Linked DNA regions of Sus scrofa: region 2 is linked to region 1. Evidence: chromatin contacts called from public Hi-C data. All regions are on one chromosome and are shown on one strand. Each heading gives the region's core, a stretch centred on a gene start, on an enhancer-like site or on the middle of the called end of the contact. The rest is flanking DNA. Distances are from core to core; before and after follow the strand shown.

What was found. Hi-C and Micro-C count contacts between places; a contact is called where the count stands out from the background.
Region 2: a contact with region 1 is called in a Hi-C map of heart right ventricle, with 2.9 times the contacts expected there. The contact joins the promoter of TERF1 here to the promoter of TMEM70 in region 1. A contact is called at or near these places in 2 of 47 Hi-C or Micro-C datasets (heart right ventricle and liver).

The regions. Positions count from the first base shown.
Region 1 is chr4:61,962,929-61,970,257 of Sscrofa11.1, reverse strand. TMEM70 (transmembrane protein 70, mitochondrial) reads left to right here and starts at 4,217. Exons shown (of 3, transcript XM_005663024.3): 1 at 4,217-4,525; 2 at 6,020-6,125. The coding sequence starts at 4,352.
Region 2 is chr4:62,827,349-62,834,677 of Sscrofa11.1, reverse strand. TERF1 (telomeric repeat-binding factor 1) reads left to right here and starts at 3,219. Exons shown (of 10, transcript XM_005663028.3): 1 at 3,219-3,578. The coding sequence starts at 3,272.

The DNA of each region.
Region 1 (7,329 bases), core at 2,968-5,467:
TTTTACCCTCTTGACTGGGTGGCCGATTAGGACCTTCAACATGGAGGGAGAGAGTATCATACTGCATATGGGTAACCCAAGAAAAGATGAAAATTCAAAACTATGTGTGGTTCCTACTAAGTATGTGTAGTTTTCATACCATCATCAAGTCGAAAAATCGTAGGTTGAACCACTTTAAGTCAGAGCCGTCTCTACTTGCTTTCCCGTGGTGAAATTCAGGCACCCTTCCAGGAAGGGTGAAACAGCTAAATAAAGTTCACCCTCTGTTTACCAGACAGTGGCACGAAAGGAATGTAGGGCCAAGACTCTCACCATTACAAGTTGCTCAACTAGGACTGTTGTGTAACAGTGTCCGCAAAAGGAAAACAGATATAGGCAATCCAAAGTTTATTGACCCAATTAACGCTTTGGGCCTGAAAGACATTTTTAGTTGATTGGGCAGATAAAAAGTATTCAAAGCTTTTGTAAAAATTATTAAACAGTTTTTTAGATTATGATAGTAGCTCAGAATAGAGTTTGGTGGGGAGAAGAGGAGGCTGTGGGCTCATTTTCTTTTTTCTTTTTTTTTTTGTCTTTTGTCTTTTTTTAAGGCTGCACTCACTGCCTGTGGAGGTTCTCAGGCTAGGGTTCCAATCAGAGCTGCACCTGCCAGCCTATGCCACAGCCATAGCAACACCAGATCTGGGCCACGTCTGTGACCTACACCACAGCTCACGGCAACACCAAATCCTTAACCCACTGAGTGAAGCCACAACCTCATGGTTCCTAGTCGGATTCATTTCCACTGCACCACGAGGGGAACTCCTTTGGGCTCTTTTTCAATTATACCTTTACTCCTTTATTCAGAAGTGTTGTTTTCTCTCCTTATAACTTCCCCTTTTCTTCTCTGCATTATTGCCTTCTTAAAAGATCTCTATAGTAATTGCTTAATGATAGAATTTTCCAGGTGAGGATACTGAGGCTAGCTAATCCCAGATTTAGGGTTAGAATGTAGTCTAGATGATTTTTTTGCTATGACCAAAAATTTTGGCCATACCTGAGGCTATGGAAATTCCTGGGCCAAGGAATCCAAACTGCAGCTTCAACCACATCTTTAACCCACTGGGCCAGGCTAGTGCAGAGACAAGCCTGGATCCTTAACCTGCTAGCCACAGTGGGAACTCTTGTTAATTATAGTTGATTTACAATGTTGTGTTAGTTTCGGGTTGTATACCAGAGTGATTCAGCTATGTGTGTATATATATTCTTTTTCACATTCTTTTCCATTGTAGATTATTACAGGATTTCGAATATAGTTCCATGTGCAATAGAGTAGGTCGCTGTTGTTTACCTGTTTTTTATATAGTAGGGTATATGTGTTAATCCTAAACTCCTAATTTATCCCTCCTTTCCTCCTTCCCCTTTGGTAACCATAAGTTTCTTTTCTATGTCTGTGGGTCTGTTTCTGGAAGTGATACCCATTCTCAATTTTTCCACCAGTCTCCATTTTTTCTTTTTTTTGGCAGAAGTTTCTGGGCCAGGTTTCAAACCTGAGACACAGCAGTGACAACACAGGATCCTTAACCTGCTGAGCTACGAGGAAACTGTCATCAACCTCCATTTTTATTTTTATTTTATTTTATTTATTGTATTTTTTTATGGCCACACCCAAGGCATATGGAAGTCCCTGGGCCAGGGATTGAATCTGAGACACAGCTGTGAACTATGCCGCAGCTGTGGGAATGCCAGATCTTAAAAACCACTGCAGCGAGCAGGGGATCAAACCTGCACCTCCAAAGCAACTATGCAAGCCGTTGCAGTTGGATTTTAAACCCAGTGGGCCACAGCAGGAGCTCCCACCCTCCATTTTTATTTTCTTTTTCTTTTTCTTTTTAGGGCCCACCCTCTATTTTTCAAGGGAACCTGTCAGATGATGTGAATGGGGAATCAAGGAAGGCTTCTAACAACCTTAGTATCATTACAAAATACCATGCAATAGTTTCTATTCAATAAAGGTCTCTAAATTACTAGAATTAGGAAATTATTTAATAAGCATGAGTAACAATTCCATGTAATTCAATAGCACAGTTCTCAGAATATGATCTCATTTTAGCTATTTAGTAACCTTGACAGGTAGACCAAATGTTATTATTTTCATTTGCTTACAGTTTGTGTAGGAAGAAACTAAGCTTAATAGAAGATAAAAATTCAGGCTTTCAGAGTTCCTGTCATGGCGCAGTGGTTAGCAAATCCAACTAGGAACCATGAGGTTTTAGGTTCGATCCCTGGCCTTGCTCAGTGGGTTAAGGATCCGGCGTTGCCGTGAGCCGTGGCTCCCGATTAGACCCCTGCCTGGGAACCTCCATATGCCACGGGAGCGGCCCTAGAAAAGACCCCCCAAAAAAAAAATTGCTTTCATAGCATATTTTTGCGTATTCATACGAGGCCATTAGACTGAGATGGCTCTGATGCCTTCATAGTTTAGTGAGCAAATGAAACCTAAGCCAAAGTCAATTCTTTTTGTATTTTTTTTTCTTTCTTCTTTTTTTTTTTTTAGGGCTGCACCTGTGGCACATGGAGGTGCCCAGGCTAGGGGTTGAATTGGAGCTGTAGCTGCCAGCCTGTGCCACAGCCACAGCAATGTGGGATCTGAGCCGCATCCTTGACCTACACCACAGCTTATGGCAACGCCAGATCCTTAACCCACTGAGCAAGGCCAGGGGTCAAACCCGCATCCTCATGGATACTAGTCGGGTTCGTTAACCGCTGAGCTATAACAGAACTCTCAAAGTCAATTCTTACAAATGCCTCAAAGATAGGGACAACCAGTCACAAAGAGCCAACTAGATTTTCTCAAATAATGCAACAGTATAAGCTATAACTAGTCAAATAATTTCCTTGCGATTCATGTTCATCTTCTCTGCAAAAACCTTGCATCTGTCCATGGAGTACTCCTCATCACTTCCAGTTTGGTGTTGCCTGATTCAAATAAATTTTTGCTTAAATAAACTCAATTTTAACATAATTCAGTTTATTTATTTATTTTTTTGACATTTATTTATTTATTTCACAGGATCTGAGCAGGGTCTGAGCCTTGTCTGTGACCTACACCACAGCTCATGGCAACGCTGGATCCTTAACCCACTGAGCAAGGCCAGAGATCAAACCTGCATCCTCATGATTACTAGTAGGTTTTGCTACTGCTGAGCCACAACGGGAACTCCTGTTTATCTTTTTAAAACTAATTAAAAAAAAAACCCGTTTATATGAACAGACCAATTTCAATTCATATCCATACAGTAAAGGATAATTGATGTTGTTTGTAACATGAGTAACACTAAAACGAATTTTTAAAAAGTAAGAGGGTGATAACTTGAAAGAGAAGTTATCCATAAAGAAGTGGTGTAATTTTACCCTTCTGGATACTAAGAAAAAAACAGGATTTAGATTTGCAAAGTTGATATTATTTTGGACTATTTGTTTCTCTCCTATGCAAATAATATTTTGAGTCAAAAACTGTTCTTAAATAGTAATCAGTAATAGTAAACTGTATTTACAAGCTGGATGCTCATCTCTCAAGATTCAGCTGAACCTGAAGCCTTTGGACGTTGAGGCCAACTTAATCATTTTATCTTTTGGGCTTCTGCAGCATTTTGAATTGGTATATTTTAATTATATTACAGCATTATATTTTAGCTTATTTTTAGGTGTTTCCTTCACTATGTAAGCACTGTGTAATATTGGATTCCCAATATTATCCAGTGTCTTTGTATCCTCTGCTTCCAGTTTAATCCTGACAATAGGCGAGGGGTCCAATGCCTTTATAACAAATGACGAACGAATGTATATATGGATGAAAATGATTTCCGATGACAAATTTGACAAGTATCAACATTACATGAACGAGTTCCACTTATTTTCTACTAAACCATTGCTTGGATTAAATTACCATTGATTTTCGTTCAAATGAATGATATATTATTCCTCTGTGCCAATAGATTAGAATCACTTTCCGTAAAGGAAATAGTTTTTTTTAGAAAATGAGGCCCACGAAAAGGAAAGATTTAACCCTGGCTTCCAGGCTTTGTCTTTCGCGCGTGGCTCAGCCCTCAGTCCTTCCAGTTAAAAAGAGCGCCAGACTCTTACTAGGGAAGCGGCGCGCAGGCTGGGCGTTTGCTAATTCCTGCTGTGCGGGGGGCGGGTTCACTCGGAGAGGTAGTGCGAGAGACCGGGTGGCTGCAGGCGGGCCGCACATTCTGCGCATGCGCGGGCTGCTGCGCGGCTCGTCCAGGCCTTGGTCGTGTGAGGAACCGCGCACCGGGGTACCCGGTTGCCGCAGCAGTGTGGTCCGCAGTATCTTATCACTTACGGGATGCTGTTTCTGGCGTTGGGCGGCCCGTGGGCTGCCGGATTGCGCCTCGGCGGGAAGAGGACGGTGCCGTGGGCGGCCACCATGCTCCGAAGCCCCAGGGCGGCCGTCTCGCGGGCGGCCTCCTGCAGCCGCTCCTCGGGGCTGTGGGGAGCCGCGTCGCTTCTGCCGTGTCGGGTGCGAGCGCAGGTCGGCGGTCCGAGGGCTTGCGGACCAGAGTGGGAGTGGGGGTGGGGGTGGGGTGGGAGTAGCGTGGGAGTAGCATCGGACCTGGGGATCACAGCTCTCCCACAGCTTCTGCCGGGCCTGCGCCGTGGCTCCTGTCCGACAGTAGCAGGCTTGGGCCTCGGGCACAGGTGGTGGTCTCGGGGTTCACGACACCCCGAGTCTGCAGTGTTTGTTGGAGAGTGGTTATTTTTTGGGCTGTTAACATTCACTTTCTAGGTGGTTGCAAATACAATGGGTTTGTAGGACTGTTTCTTTCTAACCGTGAGCGTGGCAGACTGAACTGAAAAAATTTGGAGATTCTGACTTGGAGTTTGTTCTGTTTTTTTTGTTTTTGTTTTTCGTTTTTTTTTTAATTAGGTGGTTCCCTTTTTAAGGAATTTTTTTGCCACCTGGAAAAAAAGGAATGGAGACGATATCCTCATTTTAATCTGGGTAAATCGTCTCCTAATCCTGCCCTGTAAAACATTAGGGGATTAGCAAACATGATTGAAACATGGAGGAAAGGCCAACATAGGAATTGGAATCTAATTACATTTAAACGTAAAGGAATTAGGCATGGCTTTAACATTTGAAGAGTATATGTTGTGAAAGTCATTTTCAGAGGTTCAGGGAACTCTTTGTTCCCGTGAAATTTGATTTTCAAGTAAAATATTTCAAGTAAAGGATTTCAAGTAAAATACTTTCAAGAAACAAGGAATGGATACAAGGTCTTTGGGAAGAAGTCATTTAAAAAATATCTCTAGTATAAATAGAAGTATTAAAAATGAACTGGACTTTTTTTTTTTTTTTTTTTGCTTTTTTAGGGCCACACCCGCAGCATATGGAAGTTCCCGGGCTAGGAGTCTAAGCCACCGGCCTAGGCAAGAGCTACAGCAACATCAGATCGAAGCTGCATCTGTGACCTACACCACAGCTCACAGCAACGCCAGATCCTCAACCCACTGAGTGAGGCCAGGGATCGAACCCACAACCTCACAGTTCCTAGTCAGATTCATTCTACTGCATCATGACGGGAACTCCGATCTGGACTTTAAACAATCTAAATTTGCAGTGTTTGACTTAGGTAATTAAAATTATTTTTTTGAAAAAGCTAATGCATTTAAATCTTGTGACAGTAGAACAAGAGTGATGAGGAATAGAAGAAACTGTTCCGTTAACCTTATATTTGTTTAAGTTCACACTTTATCTAAAAAGCTTCTAGCTGAGATGCAAACCTAGGTCTTTACATTCTAGTGTCTACTTGTGAATGGAATTAAGGAAAGCAGTTATTACTCAGTTTGATTTCTTTAGGTCTGAATTAGTTGGAGAAATTCCTAAGTCACCTCATATGATAAGTTCTCTTTTACTCTTTATTATATTTAACAAAAATAAGCTTAAAAAATTAAAAGTTGGTCTAAAATACAATTTATTATGTACTTACATTATTGTGGTCTGTTTCAATAGATACCTGTTTGTTGGGAAAGATGTGTTCGATGTTTACACACACAGCTTGAAAACCCAGAAGATGGAAGGCTGATTTATACTGGGAATCTGGCCCGAACAGTGTTTGGTGGGTAATCACAAGTGAGGATATTCCCCACCTCCCCCTTAATTGTAAAAAAGGCTCTTAACGTAAGTTTTTAGCACCTTGTAACTGCAAGAAAAGTTATAATTTTTTTCTTGTGGCTTGTTGCTGAAAGATTTAGAGGTTGAGACTTTTGCACATTTAGGAGATTTCTAAAAGTTTTTTTTCTTTGTTCATTTGTTTTTGCTTTGTAGGGCCACACCCGCGGCACATGGAGATTCCCGAGCTAGGGTTAGACGGGAGCTGCAGTTGTCAGCCTACACCACAGCCACAGCAATGCCAGATCCAAGCCGAGTCTGTGACCTACGGCACAGCTCACCGCAGCGCTGGATCCTCAACCCACTGAGTGAGGCCAGGAATCAAACCTGCATCCTCATGGATACTAGTCTAATTGTTTCCACTGAGTCATGATAGAGCTCTCCAAAAGGTTTTGGAATGACTTTGTGATGCTATGGCTGGGCACTCCAGATTCCATTCTTTGGTCACCTCTTGGGATGTTTAACAAGACACTAGAACAAAAAGTGTATATTTATGTAACGTTTAAATATGCAGGAGTTCCTATCGTGGCGCAGTAGAAACTAATCTGACTAGTATCCATGAGGGTGCAAGTTTGATCCCTGGCCTCACTCAGTGGGTTGAGGATCTGGTGTAGCTGTAGGTCACAGATTCGGCTTGGCTCCTGTGTTGCTGTGGCTGTGGTATAGGCTGGCAGTTGTAGCTCTGATTCAACCCCTAGCTTGGGAACTTTGATATGCTGCCCTAAAAAGCAGCAAAAAAAAAAAAAAAAAAAAAAAAAAAAAAAGCAGAGAAAATCGTGGACTAATATCTCTTAGTACTTTGGGTAAGTAGACATTTACTCTATATGTTTTTAGATTTGGCAGTTAAAATGATTATGTAATACTTTTATAATTCAAAGGTATATTAATCTTATATTTTTAAAGTCATCTTAGAATTTTCAACAAACACCTTTACATAGTGGCTTTTCCAAGTGATAGTTAATCATGGAGAAGGAAAAGACAGTGTATTAAAAGCTACAAGTTTAGGGAGTTCCTGTCGTGGCTCAGTGGTTAGGAGTCTGACTAGGAACCATGAGGTTGCGGGTTCGATCCCTGGCCTTGCTCAGTGGGTTAACGATCCGGCATTGCCGTGAGCTGTGGTGTAGGTCACAGACATGGCTGGGATCCCGAGT
Region 2 (7,329 bases), core at 1,970-4,469, 870 kb before region 1:
AGTTTTATTGTAGCTATTTTATATTTAATCACTGTTGAGTTTTCTTTTCATAGCAATGTTAAACTATTATTTCAGGAGTTGAATCCAACTAGGAACCACGAGGTTGCGGGTTTGATCCCTGGCCTTGCTCAGTGGTTTAAGGAACCTCCATATGCCGTGGGTGTGGCCCTAAAAAAGACAAACAAAAAAAGCTATTATTTCAGAGGTATAAATCTACCATCCATCCTGATGGGCAGGTTTAAAAAAATTATTGTTTTTTCTTTAATGAGAGACTTCCTCCTCCTCCAGCTGTTTTCTGGCCCATAATCCAATAAGACTGTATTATTGACTGTCTGTTGGGATAGGACTTTAAAATTATTATTATTATTATTATTATTATTATTTTGACCTCAAACACAATAGATGGTAGTTCCCAGGCCAGAGATCACACCTGCGACACAGCAGTGACCTGAGCTGCTGCAATGACAATACTGTATCCTTAATCCACTGCATCAACAAGAGAACTCCTTAAAATAACGTTTTTATCCACTCTAGTAGGACAGTGCTTCTTAACTTTTCTTCAGTGAACTACCAGTAAGGAAAGAGGCCAGAGAATACAGTATATAGCTGGAAGTAGCCCCAAACTAAAATTTTGTTGACAATTATGGTTAAATCCTAACCAGAAGTATACACTTTTCATTCCACTTCATTACATATTATTACTTGATAGATAAAAATGTTTCATTTCCCTGAATCTTTCAGTAAATGATTCCACAGGAAAATTCCCTAGGTTTAGTTTGTGGCTCTGAATAAATTGGTTGACATATTTAAGAATAACCATTAACTCCCTGCTGGGAAGAAGCAAAGGAGGATTGGAGGAAAGAAAGAAGGCCCCATCTGAGAGACCTGCGTGACAAAAAAGTTCCAGTTTGGAAACCTGGGGTTTGTTTGCTAAATTCACAATGAACTGCAACTCTTAATCCCTTAGACCTATTCCTCTGTATTGTTTGTAAACAGGATTTATTGCCATAGGACCATTAGAAGCTGAAGGAACAATTCCTTCTACGGTGTTATTACCATACACAGTATACAGAAGAGAACATGAAGGCATGATTCACCCAAGGTCACACAGCTAGTGGGTTAACCGTAGTGGATGGATATTCCAATCTAGGCATTCTTTTTTTGTTTGTTTTTTGTTTTTTAGGGCCCAACCAGCAGCATACAGAAGTTTCGAGGCTAGGCTAGGGGTCGAATCAGAGCTACAGCTGCCCGGCCTACACCACAGCCACTGCAACTTGGAATCTGAGCCGAGTCTGTGACCTAAACCACAGCTCACAGCAATGCCAGATCTCCAACCCACTGATGGAGGCCAGGGGATGGAACACGCATTATCATGGATATTAGTTGGATTTGTTTCCTCTGAGTCACAATGGGAACTCCCCAACCTAGGCATTCTTAAAAGACATAATATAGTGTTTTAATGATTCAACATTTAAACTATAGCTTTAAAGCAATAATAAATGTGTAGGAGTTCCCATCCTGGTGCAGTGGAACAAATCTGACTAGGAATCATGAGGTTGAGGGTATGATCCCTGGCTTCACTCAGTGGGTTAAGGATCCCGTGTTGTGGTGAGCTGTGGTGCAGGTCACAGAGGAGGCTCCGATCTGGCGTTGCTGTGGCTGTGGTGTAGGCCGGCAGCAACAGCTCCGATTAGACCCCTAGCCTGGGAACCTCCATTTGTGCAAGTTCGGCCCTAAAGGAAAATAATGATAATAATAATAAATGTGTAAAATTAAAACATAAAGGCTTTGATGATGTTGCACGTGCTATATAAACAGAAAGGTTTTTTGCTGTTTTTTGTTTTGTTTTGTTTTTTTGTTTGTCTTTTGTCTTTTTAGGGCCAAACCTGCGGCATATGCAGGTTCCCAGGCTAGGGGTTGAATCAGAGCTACAGCCTGTCTGCCTATGCCACAGCCAAAGCAACACCGGATCCAAGTCATGTCTGCAACCTACACCACGGTTTACCGCAACTCCAGATCTTTAACTCACTGAGCAAGACCACGGATGGTATCCGCATCCTCATGGATACTACTCTGGTTTATTAACCACTGAGCTATGACGGGAACTCCCAGAAAGGTTTTTAAAGTAAACTTTTTTCAATTAGAAGGCACACACTGAAAAGTGCATATATCACGTTCAATGAATTTTCATAAAGTGATTACACTGATGTAACTGTGACTCAATAGATAAATAGAACATAGCCAGATCCCTCCCCCAATCCTTTCTTGCGCTCAAAGGTTAAGTTTCAAAATTCAAAATAAGTGTTCACTTCTTGTGCCCGCTGAATTCTATAGTCTGTTTAGGGACCTGACTGACATCATTTCCATAATAAAACACTCTTTTTTTTTTTTTTTGCCTTTTCTGTCTTTTTAGGACGCCACCCGCGGCATATGGAGGTTCCCAGGCTAGGGGTTTAATCGGAGCTGTAGCCGCCGGCCTATGCCACAGCCACAGCAACTCGGGATCCCAGCCGCGTCTGTGACCTACACTGCAGCTCAAGGCAACGCGGGATCCTTAACCCACTGAGCGAGGCCAGGGATCGAACCTGCAACCTCACGGTTCCTAGTCGGATTCGTTTCCGCTGCGCCACGATGGGAACTCCAAAATACTCTTTCTAATTCTCAAAATTTGGTCCCCAGACTATCAGTCTCAGTACCACCTTCGAATATTCAGACCTATGGAACAGAAACTCTGGGGGAGAAGCCCCGCAATCTGTGAGGAATGATTCTGATGCCAGTTCAGGTTGGCGAAGCACAGCTCTAACTCTGTTGGAACAATGTGGGTTCATAATCACACAGTACCTGCTAAGTGAATACGGGGATAGAAAGTGTCACGCTTAAATAATCGTGACAAGTTTTAATCGCCTCTTTTTGAAGCACACTGTGCATAAAACCTTTTTCCATTTTAACCAACCGTGTTCTAGTCAATGCAGCATCGTACCATGAGGATAAAACTGCCCCACCGCTTCCAAACCTCTCGCCACACCCAATTTGAACTTGTTTGGTTTACCAACAAAGAGGCGGCCCTGAACTGCGGCGAATTCAAGGTCCAGCTGTGAGAGCAGCTCTAGGCCAATCAGAAGCCAGACTCAAGTCGCTGGTCCTTCCCCGCAGTGTGATTGGTGGGTTTTCGCGGGCGGAAGTGATCCTCCGCGGTCCCGCCCTTCGCCCTCCAGAGCGAGCCAATCGCCGGTCGGCGTCAGGAAGGTCTGAACGGCGCGAGCTGTTTAACATGGCGGAGGGCACCCCCTCAGCGGCTCCGAGCCCGCGGGGTCGTGCGGATGGCGAGGATGCAGAGCTCCCGGAGGAGCAGATGGCAGAAACGGCGAGAGAGGATCAGGAGCAGTTTGAGTGCCAGGAACTGCTCGAGTGCCAGGTGCAGTTGGGGGCTCCCCCGGAAGAGGAGGACGCTGGCCTAGTGGCTGAGGCCGAGGCTGTTGCTGCTGGCTGGATGCTGGATTTCCTCTGCCTGTCCCTTTGCCGGGCGTTCCGTGACGGCCGCTCCGGCGACTTCCACCGGACCCGCGACAGCGCAGAGGGTGAGTGCCGGGCGCACCCGAGCCGAGGCCTGGTTTGCAGTGCTGTGCCCCGGCAGGGCGGGCGATTGGGCTGCTACGGCGCCGCAGCGGGAGGCCCCTGGTTTGGATACAAACGTTGGCTCGAATCCCGCATCCGCCTCTTAACAGTTTCTCAAGTGTTGTTTTTCTCCTCGGTAAAGTAAGATCAAGACCCATTTAGAGTAGATAGAGCACTGAGTTAAAATGTACAAAATTTTAACTAACTCGGTGTCCTATTCCTTTTGTTTCCATTGGCGCTTGTGTTGCTTTCCTCGACTGAGGTACTCCTGTAATGGCATTTATTTAGCAAGTCACTGTGACCTTGGCATTAGTGTTTTCTATTACTTTATTTATTTATTTGTTTGTTTTTTAAGGCCGCACCCACAGCATATGGAACTTTCCAGGATAGGGGTCCAGTCAGAGCTGCAGCTCGCCTACGCCACAGCAACAAGGTATCCAAACCGTCGATCCTTAGCCCACTGAACGAGGCTAGGGGTCGAACCCGCGTTCTTATGGATCCTAGTCGGGTTCGCTACTACTTAGCCACTACCGGAATTCCAATGTTTTCTAATACTTTGTAAGCTTTTTAAACCTCATTTGGCTTGCTTGCCCACGGTAGGCTTCTGAATAAAAGTAATTGACGATTAAGTTCACCGCCTGGACAAGACAGCCTGTAAATGATGGACAAAGACATTGACCTGTAGGAAGGCTGGCTGACTTTTTGAATGATAATCGGAAGATGCTCTGGTATTTATCTGAGTCTGAACTCAACTTATTGCAGCTGAGTACACCCCCCAGGATAGTATTTAATAGGAAATTAAATATTTAAAAAACGGTATTGACAGAGTTTCTCTTCACAGTTATACCTTCAGTTAGGCAGGTAATCTCAGTTTATAGAGTTGAGCAACCTAAAAGTATGGATAAGTTAAAAGGGTTGTTCCAGGAGTTCCTGTCGTGACTCAGCAGTAAGGAACCTGACTAGTATTCATGAGGACGCCAGTTCGATCCCTGGCCTCGCTCAGTGGGGTTAAGGATCTGGCGTTGCTGTGAGCTGTGGTGTGGGTTGCAGATGTGGCTGGAATCCCGCGTTGCTGTGGCTCTGGCATAGGCCGGTGGCTATGGCTCTGATTAGACCCCTAGCCTGGGAACCTCCATATGCCACGGGAGCAGCCCTAGAAAAGGCAAAAAAAAAAAAAGAAAAAAGTATCAGACAAATTTCAGTAGAGAGGTACCCCAAAAATTTCAAGGTCATCAAAACCAAGGAAGATCTGAGAAACTAGTGCAGGCAAGAGATGCCTGAGAAAACATGAGGACTAAATGTTATGTGGTGTCCTGGTTGGGATCCTGCAGCTGGAAAAGCACCTTATGTAAAAACTAAGGAAATCTGAATAAAGCACGGACTTAGTTAATAATGTATTGTTACTACATTCTATAAATTTAAAACCATTCTTAAAGTTTACTTAAAACATAAAATGAAGATCTCTTTCAAGGTTCTAGCCCAAGACCCAAGGAATAATCTAGGCCACCTCCATTATTTTAAGATAAAGGACACTGAAATCCAAGAAAGAGTAGACAGTTTTTCAAGTTGCACTGCTAAATCAGTGACAAGTACGTAAATCATGAACACACTATTGTCTCTGATTTACATTTTTGACTGAAAAGGACTCCATTATCTCTTTTATAGAATTTCATTTACTACACTTTTTGCTTTTTTTTTCAGGGCTGCACCTGTGGCATATGGAGTTCCCAGGCTAGGGGTCGAATCGGAGCTGCAGCTGCCAGCCTACAACCACAGCCACAACAACTCGGGATCCAAGCCTTATCTATGACCTATACCACAGCTCACAGCAACACCTGATCCTTAACCCATTGAGTGAGGCCAGGGATCGAACCCGCAACCTCATGGTTCCTAGTCAGATTTGTTTCCGCTGCGCCACAACGGAAACTCCTCATTTACTACACTTTTCAAGATTATGAAAATATACAACCTAGAGCATGAGGCTCCGTAGTAAATTGTCTAAGTTTGATTCCTGGCTCTGCTGGTTTGTAGCAGCAGGACTTGAAGCAAGTACTTGGTACCACCACAGTTTCCTTGGTACCACAATTTTCTCATCTGTAAAATGGTAGTAATAATAGTATCCACCTTAGAAGGCTGTTGAGAGAAGCAGCTGAACTAATATGTATAAAGCAACAAAGCACAGTTTCTCAAACTCAAACCTTTTGACATTTTATACCACATAATTCTTTGTTCTGTGTATGCTTGAGGGGGGAGGAAGTGAGGTGCTCCTGTGCATTGTAGGATCCTTGACCTCAACCATTGGGTGTCAGTAACACCACTCATGACAAAAATGTCTCCAGACGTTGTCAAACATCTCCTAGGGGACAGTTTGTTCCCAAGGGTGCCAAAAATCACCCCTAGTTGAAAACCACTGTTAAGAGCTGAGAGTGGTGCCTGCTGTTGCAATAAGTGCTTAAATAAGTTTGGATTGTTGCAAGTCATTAGATGTGTGAGTGTATTCTATCAGCAGTGTTTAGTTATAGGTTTGGCAAAAGCAGGAAGCTGAGTTTAACCAGTGTAGTTTTTCATGCCTTTTGTTTTGTTTTGGCTTAACGGTGTGGGGAATCTGTAGTTATTGCATGGTAGGCTTAATAGAATATGAAAGGAAGTGAGGACAGAAGGGATCTGACTTTCTTCCCTAGAATAGATTAGGTCTCTGTTTTGCTTTGCTTCTGTACCAAACTTACCCTATATGACACTTTAAATTAGTCACTGGCATAACTTTCTGTTTAATTTGTACCTTTTTCAGACTAAAACCTTCCTGAGGGGCAGGGACTGGCTATCTTATCATTCAGTCATGTTCAATAAATTTTGAACAGCAGTACATGTTCAATAAATACTGAATAAATTGTGTTTAAATTTTAATTCTATTTTGTGCTCTTTTTGAATCCTATTTAATTATATTATGACTATATTTGGTCCAGATAATCTCTGATAGAGCATGAGATTATGACATAATAGAATTGAGGAAATAAATAAAAATAAATGTGTTCATTCGTGTCATCTGCTTAGCAGCTGCAGAACTACTTTTTGGTTTGCTAGTTAATTTAATCTATTTTAATTAATTTATGTGTCTTTTGTCTTTTGAGGGCTGCACCTGTGGCATATGAAGGTTCCTAGGCTAGAGATCTAATCTAAGCTGTAGCTGCCAGCCTACACCACAGCCACAGCAACCCCAGAGCCAGAGCAACGCGAGATCCTTAGCCTTAGTCCACGTCTGCAACCTACACCACAGCTCACAGCAGCACCGGATCCTTAACCCACTGAGCAAGGCCAGGGATCAAACCCACAACCTCATGGTTCCTAGTCTGATTGGTTTCCACTGTGCCACGATGGGAACTCCCTAATTTAATCTTTTTATGTATACCAACCAAACCCTGGTTGAAAGATAATTTAACGGTGGTACCTTTAAGTCCTACTTTAAACATTATTTCCTTAAGAGAAGCCTTTCCTGGTATCTCCCCCCTCTAACCAGCTACTAAAACACACTGTAAGATTTCTCTGTTATTTGCTTCCATAGCATTTTGTACTTACCGTTTTTAGTTTTCTCCATGTTTTAACTCTAATTGGTCAATCATTTGTCTTCTATTGCTACATAGTAAACTCGCCAGAGACCAGGATTATGGTTTACTACCACTGTATGTACTCACTACCTTGCTTTCACTACCTTGCTTA